Linked DNA regions of Hordeum vulgare: region 2 is linked to region 1. The links are chromatin contacts, called in public Hi-C maps. All regions are on one chromosome and are shown on one strand. The core of a region is the stretch at or near the end of the contact, and the rest is flanking DNA. Distances in the headings are between cores, read along the strand shown. Region 1 holds the start of LOC123398078 (protein kinase PINOID-like). Region 2 holds the start of LOC123397985.

Evidence for each region. A called contact is a pair of places that touch in the nucleus more often than the background predicts.
Region 2: a Hi-C map of seedling shows a contact between it and region 1, with 2.0 times the contacts expected there. The contact joins the promoter of LOC123397985 here to the promoter of LOC123398078 in region 1. A contact is called at or near these places in 2 of 6 Hi-C or Micro-C datasets (leaf and seedling).

What each region holds. Positions count from the first base shown.
Region 1 is chr5H:19,598,321-19,603,515 of MorexV3_pseudomolecules_assembly, forward strand. It overlaps LOC123398078 (protein kinase PINOID-like), which reads right to left and starts at 3,923. Exons shown (of 1, transcript XM_045092584.1): 1 at 1,991-3,923. The coding sequence starts at 3,677. The coding sequence ends at 2,226.
Region 2 is chr5H:19,946,195-19,951,484 of MorexV3_pseudomolecules_assembly, forward strand. LOC123397985 reads right to left here and starts at 2,007. Exons shown (of 10, transcript XM_045092493.1): 1 at 1,711-2,007; 2 at 1,447-1,603; 3 at 888-990; 4 at 730-797; 5 at 410-562; 6 at 193-321; 7 at 1-97. The coding sequence starts at 1,910.

The DNA.
Region 1 (5,195 bases), core at 2,673-5,172:
GCGTGTGTGCATAGGCTCACCTCACTGTGCGTGTGTTCCAATCGAATCGCTTCCTCCCTATTTTACATCCGAGGAGCAGCAACTTGTGTCGCGGTCCCAACTCAGAATATTTCCTGAGTAGTAATTCCTGCATAATTATAGAGTAACCCAACGCGACGACTCATTTTATCTGCACGTGTTCCGTTTGAAATAAACGAACATAAATATTAAATTAACACGCGGAAGCAAACGGATACATATTCGTTTTTGGTTTGCTTTTCGATCCATTTCTGACCCGATTTTACGCCACTTTTGCGGCCAAATGAACAAGCGCGGACGATCGTGGCGCGTGTCCTTGTCCGCCATGGCCCGCCCGTGACATACACTTCTCTTTTTTTATTCCCCTACCCTAAAACTCCGCCAGCACACCCTGCTCCTCTCCCTTCTCCTCTGTAGCTGCCTCCACCACGGCCGTGTAGTTGTCGAATACGACCGTGTGCTCGCCCATATTTTCTCGACGCCACGAGTTGTCCAACCCTCCATCCCGCCTTTAGCGCAACCGGCGGCCGGATTCAGAGCAGATCTAGCCTGATTTGTGCGCGGCAAGACACTAGAGTCCGCGGATTTGTGCGTTGCGAGCCACTAGAGTCCCCATTGTGCCATGTACTGGCCGTTTGCAGTTTCGCACAGCCCCGTCAACGTCCCCAAGCCACATGCATGTACTGACTCCGCTCGGATCTACCCCGTCGACCGTTCGGCAAATACACCAACGACCGTCGTTGCGGCTCGGTGCTGGCCCCAATGCTCGTCCGCGCACCGATGTCGCTTATAAAGTGCGACGATTGTCCATTGAAGGTCGTGTACAGCGTCTTTACAACGCTGGAACACCCCGGACGAGTGTTTGTCAAATGCAAAAATGAAGGGGTACTTGCTAGTTTAGCTTCGGTTGCGATTTCGAATTCGGTTTGTTTTGCTTATCAAATATTTATTGTGTAGTATGGATGCAACTTTTGATTTTGAAATGAAAAATACATCGACGTACTGATAGCACGTAATTTAATAGATGCTCGTGCACTTTTTGTTAGAGTAGACGGTAGATGGTGAGAGTAGATATACAGAAGCAATGTATAATTCTTTAGACACGAAGAAAAATGCAACAACGAATGCATCGAGAAGGCTCTAATCCAACTTACGAGAGCAGTTATAAAAATTAGATATATTTTGAAATGCCTTCTTATAGTTTTTGTTTTCCTTGATCTTGCTATTCTAGCCTAGATTTGATAAATATATTTCAATGTATCATAAAATATTTGGTGAAAAAATAAAACAAAAAATATATGCGGACGAAGATGCTGTCCTTGAGCGTCCGACCGATACAAATTCAAATTCAGAAGAGCACGATTTCATTATCATCCTAAACGAACGAAATTCGAATAAAACAGACATTCGGACTGTCGTGTATTGAAGTTGGTAAAAGGATTTTCTAGAGACATGAAAACAGGAGTGCAGGAAAAACTGTGGCCGGATAAGATGCGTGACAAAATACTAACCGGCCATTTGTGGAGAATGCCATGCCCCTGCCCGGCAACCGGAACCACTCCACTACGCCCCAAGTCACTCGGACTCGGACACTCAAGGCCACATCATATGGACGACAGACACGCCCAGAGACAGATGAGAGGAGACAGGAGCAAGGGACAGGTCAACGAGCAATTAATGGGAACCACAGGCCTGTAACCAGACAGCCCCATCACCCATGTGATGCTTGTCTCGATGCTACTTACATCATTAACACACCTACAAAGTAATCAGTGCACTCCCTGATCAATAATCAGCGCCAAATACCCGACATGATTCACTGCACTCCCCACACACGTTTTACCTAATCAGTCTTGCTAAATCTAAATGCTCTGCACTTTGGAGCATGTGTACTACCACGGTGATGAAATCGGTAGAAAATTGAGTGATTGAGCCGTCGGTAGAGCACAAGATATCACTAACACATGGGAGATTAACGGTAAGTACTGAGATGCGTGATTAACAGTTGATTGTACTACAACGGTGCACTGGCAGCTATACTGCTATAGTAGTAGTAGTAGGCTAGGTCAATGCATGCATGCGCTAGCTAGGAGTAATTATCAAGGGGTTAACGTCGGCACGAGATGGCCGGAGGAGAGGTTTGTGTCCAGCCTGCCGGCCGCCGGTGTTGACTCGGGGAGGAGGAGGAGGAGGACGACGTCGGCCGGTCAGAAGAGGTCGAAGCGCTTCGTGTCCGGCTTGCGCGACGCCGGCGTCTTGCATGACTGCGACCGGTGCAGCGGGGCGCTGGGGACGACGGGCGGCCTGGACGACCGGAGCAGCGCCAAGTTGAGGCTCTTGAAGAAGGGGTGCGCCTTCACGTCGGCGGCGCCGTGGCGGGACCCGAGGCGGGCGGCGGGGTCCTTGGTGAGCAGGCGCGCGATGAGGTCCCGCGCCGCCGCGGTGTCGGCGTGGCAGCCGGCGCCGGAGGAGGTGGGGAAGGTGAGCGGGGCGCGCACGATGTTGCGGAGCGTGTCCTCGTTGGTGGCGCCGGCGAACGGGGTGCGGCCGTGGAGGAGCTCGTAGAGGAACACGCCGTAGGCCCACCAGTCCACGGCGGCTCCGTGCGCGCCCCCGCCGGCCACCTCCGGGGCGACGTACTCGTGCGTGCCGACGAACGAGCACGACCGCGCTGACACAGGCTCCGCCACGAACCGCGGGGGGGACGCCGCGCACCGGCGACGGTGCCTCCGCCGCTTGAAACGTATCGGGAAGCATGACACGTTCTCCGGCACTTCCTCTTCATCGTTGGGGACGGCGGGCTGGAGCGACGGCGACGACGTGGACTCGAGCGACAGGTCGAAGTCGGTGAGCATGATGTGTCCGTCGGCGCGTATCAGCACGTTCTCCGGCTTGAGGTCGCGGTAGACGATGCCCATCATGTGCAGGTACTCGAGCGCCAGGAGCACCTCGGCGGCGTAGAAGCGCGCGGAGGGGAGCGGGAAGCGGCGGGAGGGCATGCGGTGGCGGAGGGAGTGGAGGTCGCCGCCGGGGCAGAACTCCATGACGACGCAGGAGAAGCGCGGGGCGGCGTCGAAGTCGGCGAAGAGCGTGGGGAGGAACGGGTGGTCGAGCAGCCGCAGGATGCGCCTCTCGGCGGCCGCGCGCTCCAGCTTGTGTTTCTTGGCCACGGCGCGGCGGTCCACCACCTTCATCGCGTAGAGGCACGCGGACGCCGAGGTCCGGAGGCGGCAGAGGTAGACCGTGCCGATGTCGCCGCCGCCGACGCGCCGGACCAGCTTGAAGTCCGCGGGGCCGAGCGGCGTCGCCGGGGAGGAGGCCGAGAGCGCGCGGATGGCCGCCCACGCCGCGTCGCTGGACCGGTGCGGCCGGAACGCCACGGACGGGCGCGGGGAGCCGCAGGCGGCGGTAGCCGCAGCCGCCGCCGCCATGGCGGCCGACGGGGTGCAGTCGAAGGAGAGCCGCGAGAGGCTGGAGCACCGCGCGACGCTGCCGGCGCTGCTGGCCGAGCTCAGGCTCGAGTTGGGCGCCCCCGTCGACGACGCCGTCTCCAGGTCCGACAACCCCTCCTCCGCCACCACCGGCATCCCCTCCGCCTCCCCCTCCTCCTCCCTCGCCGGCGGCTTTCTGAGAAGCGGAGCACGCGCTGCAGCCACCATGAAAGCACGAACGCTGCAGCGACCTCTCTCCTCACGCACAGGCACAGTGACACGACGACAGAAGCTTCTTCTGCTCTTCACTTCACTCTGCTAGTGCGCGGGCGCTGCTGGACTCCCTTGGACGGTTGCTGGGGGGGAAGTCTCCGGGCGTTTTATACCAACGGCGACGAGCGCGCGCGGGCCCGCAGGTCAGCGCCAAACACACGATACGATCCTGCTCGCACGGCACGGTGGTCTGCCACGTCAGCGTACCATGGCCCATTGTTGCCAGATGGAGCGAGACAGCCACCCACTGTACGCTGGACGTGGCTCGCTCACTCCTACTCGTATATGGACATACGATTTACTTATGGAAAAATCTAACTAACGGCGCCGCATCTAGGCAGCACCGTCCGGCCGCTGAGCAAGCATACAATACGATTCTCATCGTAATGCATGCGTGCATGCATGCAATGATTCATCTCTAAATAATCAAAATTCAAAAACTTTTATCTCTTAAATCGTTAATTCGATCGATGATCCGTTTTTGCCGGTGACTTTGTTTCGACGAAATCTTCAAAACTAGATCCCATATTGATATGTTTCGACAACTTTATTTTTACTCGTACTTACCACATTTGTTTCACTTATTTGTCATATTAATAAGTACTTACTTCTTTGATAAAAAATAAATTAATCGTCATATTTTTTTAAAAATTGCATATAAATATGATATCTCGACATAATCATACTAACAAACACAAACAACTTTTTATAGGCGATTACACGCGAAAATATGACAACTCAACATATTTAAAATCGATGACCATAAGAAATCTTTTTTGATCATCGTTTGTAATATGTCAACTCGGCATTGTTAAACTAACAAGCACACAAAATAGTTTTCTGACAAAGTTGTATGTAAATACGACATGTTAGCATATTTAAATTGACAAACACAACCTATTACATGCTTTTTTATATCATTCATAATATAAACTGCTACAAGGCTTTATACGAAACAATATTAAAAAGTGGCAATTAAGTTATTTTTCTCACACAAGTGGTTAATAATATGGCAAGTGAGGTCAAAAAATGTGGCAAGTATGAACCGGAAAAATAATTGGCAGAACATGTCGACATGAGATCTAGTTTCGAAGAACTCGTCGCAAGAAAGTCAATGGTGAAAACAGATCATCGATTGACTTTACGGTTTTGTAGATAAAACTTTTTGAATTTCAAACATCAAAGAGAATTGTTGCGTTGTATGCTTTTTTCTTGGGCTGCCAGCCTGCCATTGCATGTTGCTCTTTTTATACTTCTTGCAATGAATGCGTGCACATAATTTATGTTCATGCATGTGGCTACTTTTCATGACAATTAAGCATGCATGTGGCTACTTTTCATGGCAATTAAGCATGCATGTGGCTACTTTTCATGGCAATTAAGCATGCATGTGGCTACTTTTTATGGCAATTAAGTATGCACGTGGCTACTTTTCATGGCAATTTGCCAATTAGCAGACGTGGTACAACCGTC
Region 2 (5,290 bases), core at 757-3,256, 350 kb after region 1:
TGGTGCTCTCTTCAGCAAACGCAGGTCTCAGCTGACCCTCAACAACAAGGCTTGCAGGTGGTCGGTCCAACCAATCTATACTTGATTTGCTCGCATTCTGACAATAAAAGTTAAGAGCAGAGTGGCTAATAAAGTGATTCAGAAAGGGTGGTACATAAGCTGATGGATGCTAATTGAGTTTCAATAATCTACCTCCACAATCATCCTCGCAAAGTATAGTGGATGACAAGAATTTACAGTTTCAAGGTTGGACCAGTTAGGTGCATCATCATCTTCATCATCATCATCCCCATCTTCTTCATCAACAGCATATATGCCCTCCTACATGTTTTCAGACACACAGCATCAAGGTAAATCACTGAACTATATTGCTGTTGGCCAGTTTCCCAGCTGTGAAGAATTTTACTACCTCCTCATATTCATCATCAGAATCGCCAGAATCATCGTCTTCTTCCTCCTCTTCTTCTTCTTCTTCTTCTTCTTGTGCAAATGAAGTTGATGACGCTGCCGCTAGATCCAAGTCAGCAAAGACATCTGTGTTATCGAGTCCAATGATAACATGCTGCAGATACCAACAACATATTAACTTAAGTGCAGGCACAAGCCACAAGACACAACACTACATAATTGACCTTTTCACGAAGATAACTGGTTTTTTTTCGGGATTGAGAAGTGGAGAATTATATCAGAATTGTTACCCTTCATAAAAATAAATAAAAGAATTGTTACCGCAATCTTGTCGTCTCCCATAATGTTTTCCATGACCGCGTCGTCGTTGTCGACCTCGAAGTAAATATCTGAGTAGATTGCCACACGTACGTAAGCTTAATGGAAGAAAAATGACAGTTGCACAAATTATGGACCCAAGTAACCAGCCGCATATATACCTCCATTCTCGTCGGTCAAGTAGGGGAACTCGGGCAGGATGATCCTCTCGTGCACGCCGTCATCGATGAGCGTGGAGATCATCACCGTTGCATTGTTGTTGACCTGAGCATGCATATTGCACGATTCAGCACTGGAGACTCAATTTTATTGACCGAAAGCAGTAGGATTTTTTTTCTTCCAATTTTTTATTTTCTTTATGGAATTGTTCTCAAGTAGAAAGGAAAACATACCAATCAGGTGGGGAAACACAAATCAACTAAAAGACTATCTAACCCTGAGGTGGGGAAACACAAACCAACTAAAAGACTATCTATTATTCATAGATCAATCTTGTTTATCTGAAGTTAAAGACCGATGGTTCAGTTGTTTATCTGAACAACCAAAGCTGTCATAGCCTGAAATTCAGAGTACGCTTCAAAACAGACAGGGGCAGATAGAATAACTCCCGAGGGTCATTGCATTGCACTGCTGAATACTTCTGACTGACCGTAATAGTCTCCTCGCACTTGACAGAAATGCAGTGCAGAAGACTCTAATGGACGGAGCAAATTTTCTGACCTCCACGATTGTCCGGGCGGATTCGGCGTCGGTGAGGCGCGCGGGCTCGCCGTCGTCGAGCTGAAGCGTCTCGGCGATATCCTCCCAGGGATGGTAACGGCCGCCCCTGCCCGACGGCGGCGGCGGCTCGCCCGGGTGGTCCGGCGTCGCACCGGCACTGCACCGTCCACACAGCCGAATTCAGCGACTGTAGCACTGACAAAGGCACAAAGCACATAGCAGGCGCGCACACATTCATCCGTATCATGTCACATCATATCATACCGGCAATGGCTGCTCCGGCGCGCGTGCGCGCTGTTGCTCCAGGAGGGGCAGTGGCAGCGACAGCGCGAGGAGTGAGGCGGGAGGGCCGAGCCGCCGGGTTTCCTTAGGGAGAAGAGGCTAGCGGGCTGTGGGGGGCGGCGGGGCTGGGAGAAGAAGGGCTGGTCTGGCGCTGCTGCAGCGGCGGCGGCCACCATCAGCATGGTACACCATGGAACGGAGGTGACCGAGCTGAGAAGTCAGCAGGATGGATTTGAGTGCAAGGTGCACTTTCTGGCCCGCCTCTCATTTTCTATCCGAAACTGACCCGAATATAATGCCAGCCAGGGATAATACTCCTGCACAGCGCGGTGCGCAACACCGGACGTCGAGCCGTCCTCGCTTTCGCACAGCACGGACGTGCGACCCAGCGACCGGGTGGACGGCCCATTTCTATCCTGGTTTTGAGAACCTTCTATAGAGTGTTTTTATCCAGTTCTTTATGTCTCTTTTTCCTTTTTCTTTTAGGACCGTGCTACGCGTCGGCCGGAGGATCTTATCCGTCGTCTTGCGAGTCGTCCGATTGTATGAGATGAGACGTTATTTCTTCTTATTTATTTTTTGTAGCAGTGTTTTTTTGCAAACTCTCTTCTTCTCTAACTTTCTGTGACAAGAGTCATGTGACAAAAAAAATCTTTTTTCTATTTTTCTGCAATAAGACCTCTGTTACAAAATCTTCGCTTCTCTAATTTCCTGCAACACGATATCTGTTGCAAACAAAAAACTTTACTTTTCTGTAACAAGACCCTTGATGCAGAACTTCTTCTTCTCTTTCTATAACAAGACCTATGTTGCAAAACCTTCATTGCAATACGACCCAACATCTCCAGCCTCTTTTATGTATTCCTGTAAAAATATTGTTGTTGCGAAAACTTGCAAGAACACCGACTGTTGCAGCGGAGAGAGCAACCCGTTGTCTCTGCAGCACCCGTGTTTTTACGAAGAAGGAAGGACGTCAGTGGCCGCCGCCGATGTGGTTGGGTTGCAGCAACATGCTTGTTTGAGAAGAGGTGGGGATGAGATCCGTGGAAAATAGGCAGGGGATGGTGAGATAGAGGTATGGGTGGTAGGGTCAATGTGAGAACGTGTGGTTGTTCCGGTATGCCTTTCCGAAACAAGTGGCAAGTTGCAAGAACTGGAGTACGAAGTGCTATGCATGTTAAGATGAGATCTGAAAAAGGTTGCCGGTGAAGCTTAGATTCAACGCATGGAGAGGAGATACAAATATATGTGACCATTTTGGTGAAGATTGGGATGAAAGCAAGAAGTGATGCGCTGGTCCATCAAGACATATGTCAAGCGTAGAACGTGACAGATGTGGGAGAAAAGATCCGTCGGTTAACCACTAGCTTTTCCCTTTTTTTTATGAGAAATAATTCTAATCATCCGACCGATAATAATGCATGTGTTCGCCGGTTCTGTAGCCGTCAAACCAGATTTTATTGATGGATCGGGAGCTACACATCATTTAGACTAGTTTTCGCAACCGAGTTGTTGATGCAATTCCCCCACCGTAACTAGTGATGTGTTGCGGGATCTGGATCTAGATCTTCTCGTGCTCTTCCGAGCTTCCAGCCAAGCCGATGCCTCCATGCGCTCCTCCAACCGCCGCCATTGCTGCTCGCCGCCGGCAGCATGTGGATGAGGCCACACATAGCATGCAAACGCCGCCGCCGACAAGCATGTCGATGAGGTCACCTCTCCCGTCTTCATGCGCTCATGACTAGTGGCCATGGCCGCTCGAGCACACACGCCGGAGCTCTTCTCCGACCGCCATTGACGAGCTATGTCGCTCTGTCCTCATGCTCCTCCCTCTTCTCTCCTTCATCCATACGAGGTGCTGGAATCTGAGCAGCCGGCGAGACCGCCACTGACGCCAATGAGCACGCGCTCTGCCATCGCGGTCGTCGGCCGCCTCACAACCATCCACCCTCCCTCCTCGTCCCTCTTCTAGATCGACGATGCCCGTTCGTAATGCTACCGGGTGATGAAGAAGACGACCTATGCTCGACACCGACGACGGCAAGGCGTTGTCCACTTCTGTAACATCAATGTTGTTGTAAAAAAACAAATGTGCAACAAGACCTCCACTATAAAAAATCCGTAACAAGACCTCTTTGGCAAAAAAAATCACAACAAGACCTTTGTTGCCAAAAAAATATTCTGCAACACAACCTCTGTTGCAAAGAAAATCCACAACGGAACCTTTGTTGCGCAAAATTCCGCAACACAACCTTTGTTATAAATATTTTCGCAACAACATCTTTGTTGCTGACTAGAAAAAATATGTTCACCCCATTAGATCTGTGTCAGATCTTCCACCGGCGGATCTCATGCGAGCATCCACCGACTCGTCTGTGTGATGCGTGTCTTGCCAGAGTAATTTTCTTTTTTTTTCTTCGATCAACCTACTCACTGCTCACTGTCCGGTATTTGTTGCAAAAAATGTAACAAGGCCTTTGTTACAGAAAAATTAAATAGGAACGAGATCTTTGTTGCAAATAAATAAATTGCAACAAGGCCTTTCTTATAGAAAAAACTGTAACAAGATCTTTATTGCAAAAATAAACTGAAACTTGATCTGTGTTGCAAAAATTTCTACAACATAACCCATGTTGCAAAAAATTCCTGCAACATGTGTGATGTTACAATGATAAAACGTAATGTTAGATCGCTCAATCGGTCAGATCTGACGGCTCACGAGGCGACGGGTCTTTTTAAAAGATCCGCCAATGGACACATAGCAGCGTCCTTCTTTTATTATATATACGTTTTTATTTTTTATTTTTCATTTTTTCAGTTTTCCATTTTTTCAAAAATTCACATAATAAAAAAAACAGATTTAAAAAAATTCCGTGCTTTCCAAAAAAATCGGAATCTCAACAAGTGTTCCCGATTCTCAAATATGTTCACAAATTGAAACAATGTTTGCATTTTCAAAAAAAAAATCCTTTCCATAAAAATGTTCTTGTTTTTCAAAATTGCTTCAAAGACTCAACAAATGTTTGTGTTTCCCAAAAATATTTGAGAATTTTGGAAAAATATCAGGTTTTTAAAAATTCTTAGAAATCTTAGAAAACCACATCCAAATTCTAAAATCGCTCACAAATTCAAAATAAAATAGTGTATTTGAAAACGTCTATCATTTTCATAAAAAATGTTCAGGTTTTTGGAAAAATTATTGGAAACTTGTAGTATATTTGTTCAGGTGTTGCTTCAAGCGCTAGTAACGTGTGATAGTGCTATGGAGGGAGTACGGGGTATTTGGGAGCATATATGCTTTGACGTGCCGAAATGCATTTTGCAAATGTTAGTTCTAAATTAAAAAATAAATGCATTCATTGTGCCACTCAAATGCTATCCGCAATTTTTATGAGGAAAGAGTAAGCATTTTGACCTGTGAAGAAAAAATAAGTCGAACGCCAAAGGTTAAAGTTAATTTTATCTTTCACCGACCAATCGCTGTTATCCCATTTCACATAAAAAATGACAAGAACGCTTGTTACACTAACAAAACATCTAAAAAACATAATTTTAAAATTAT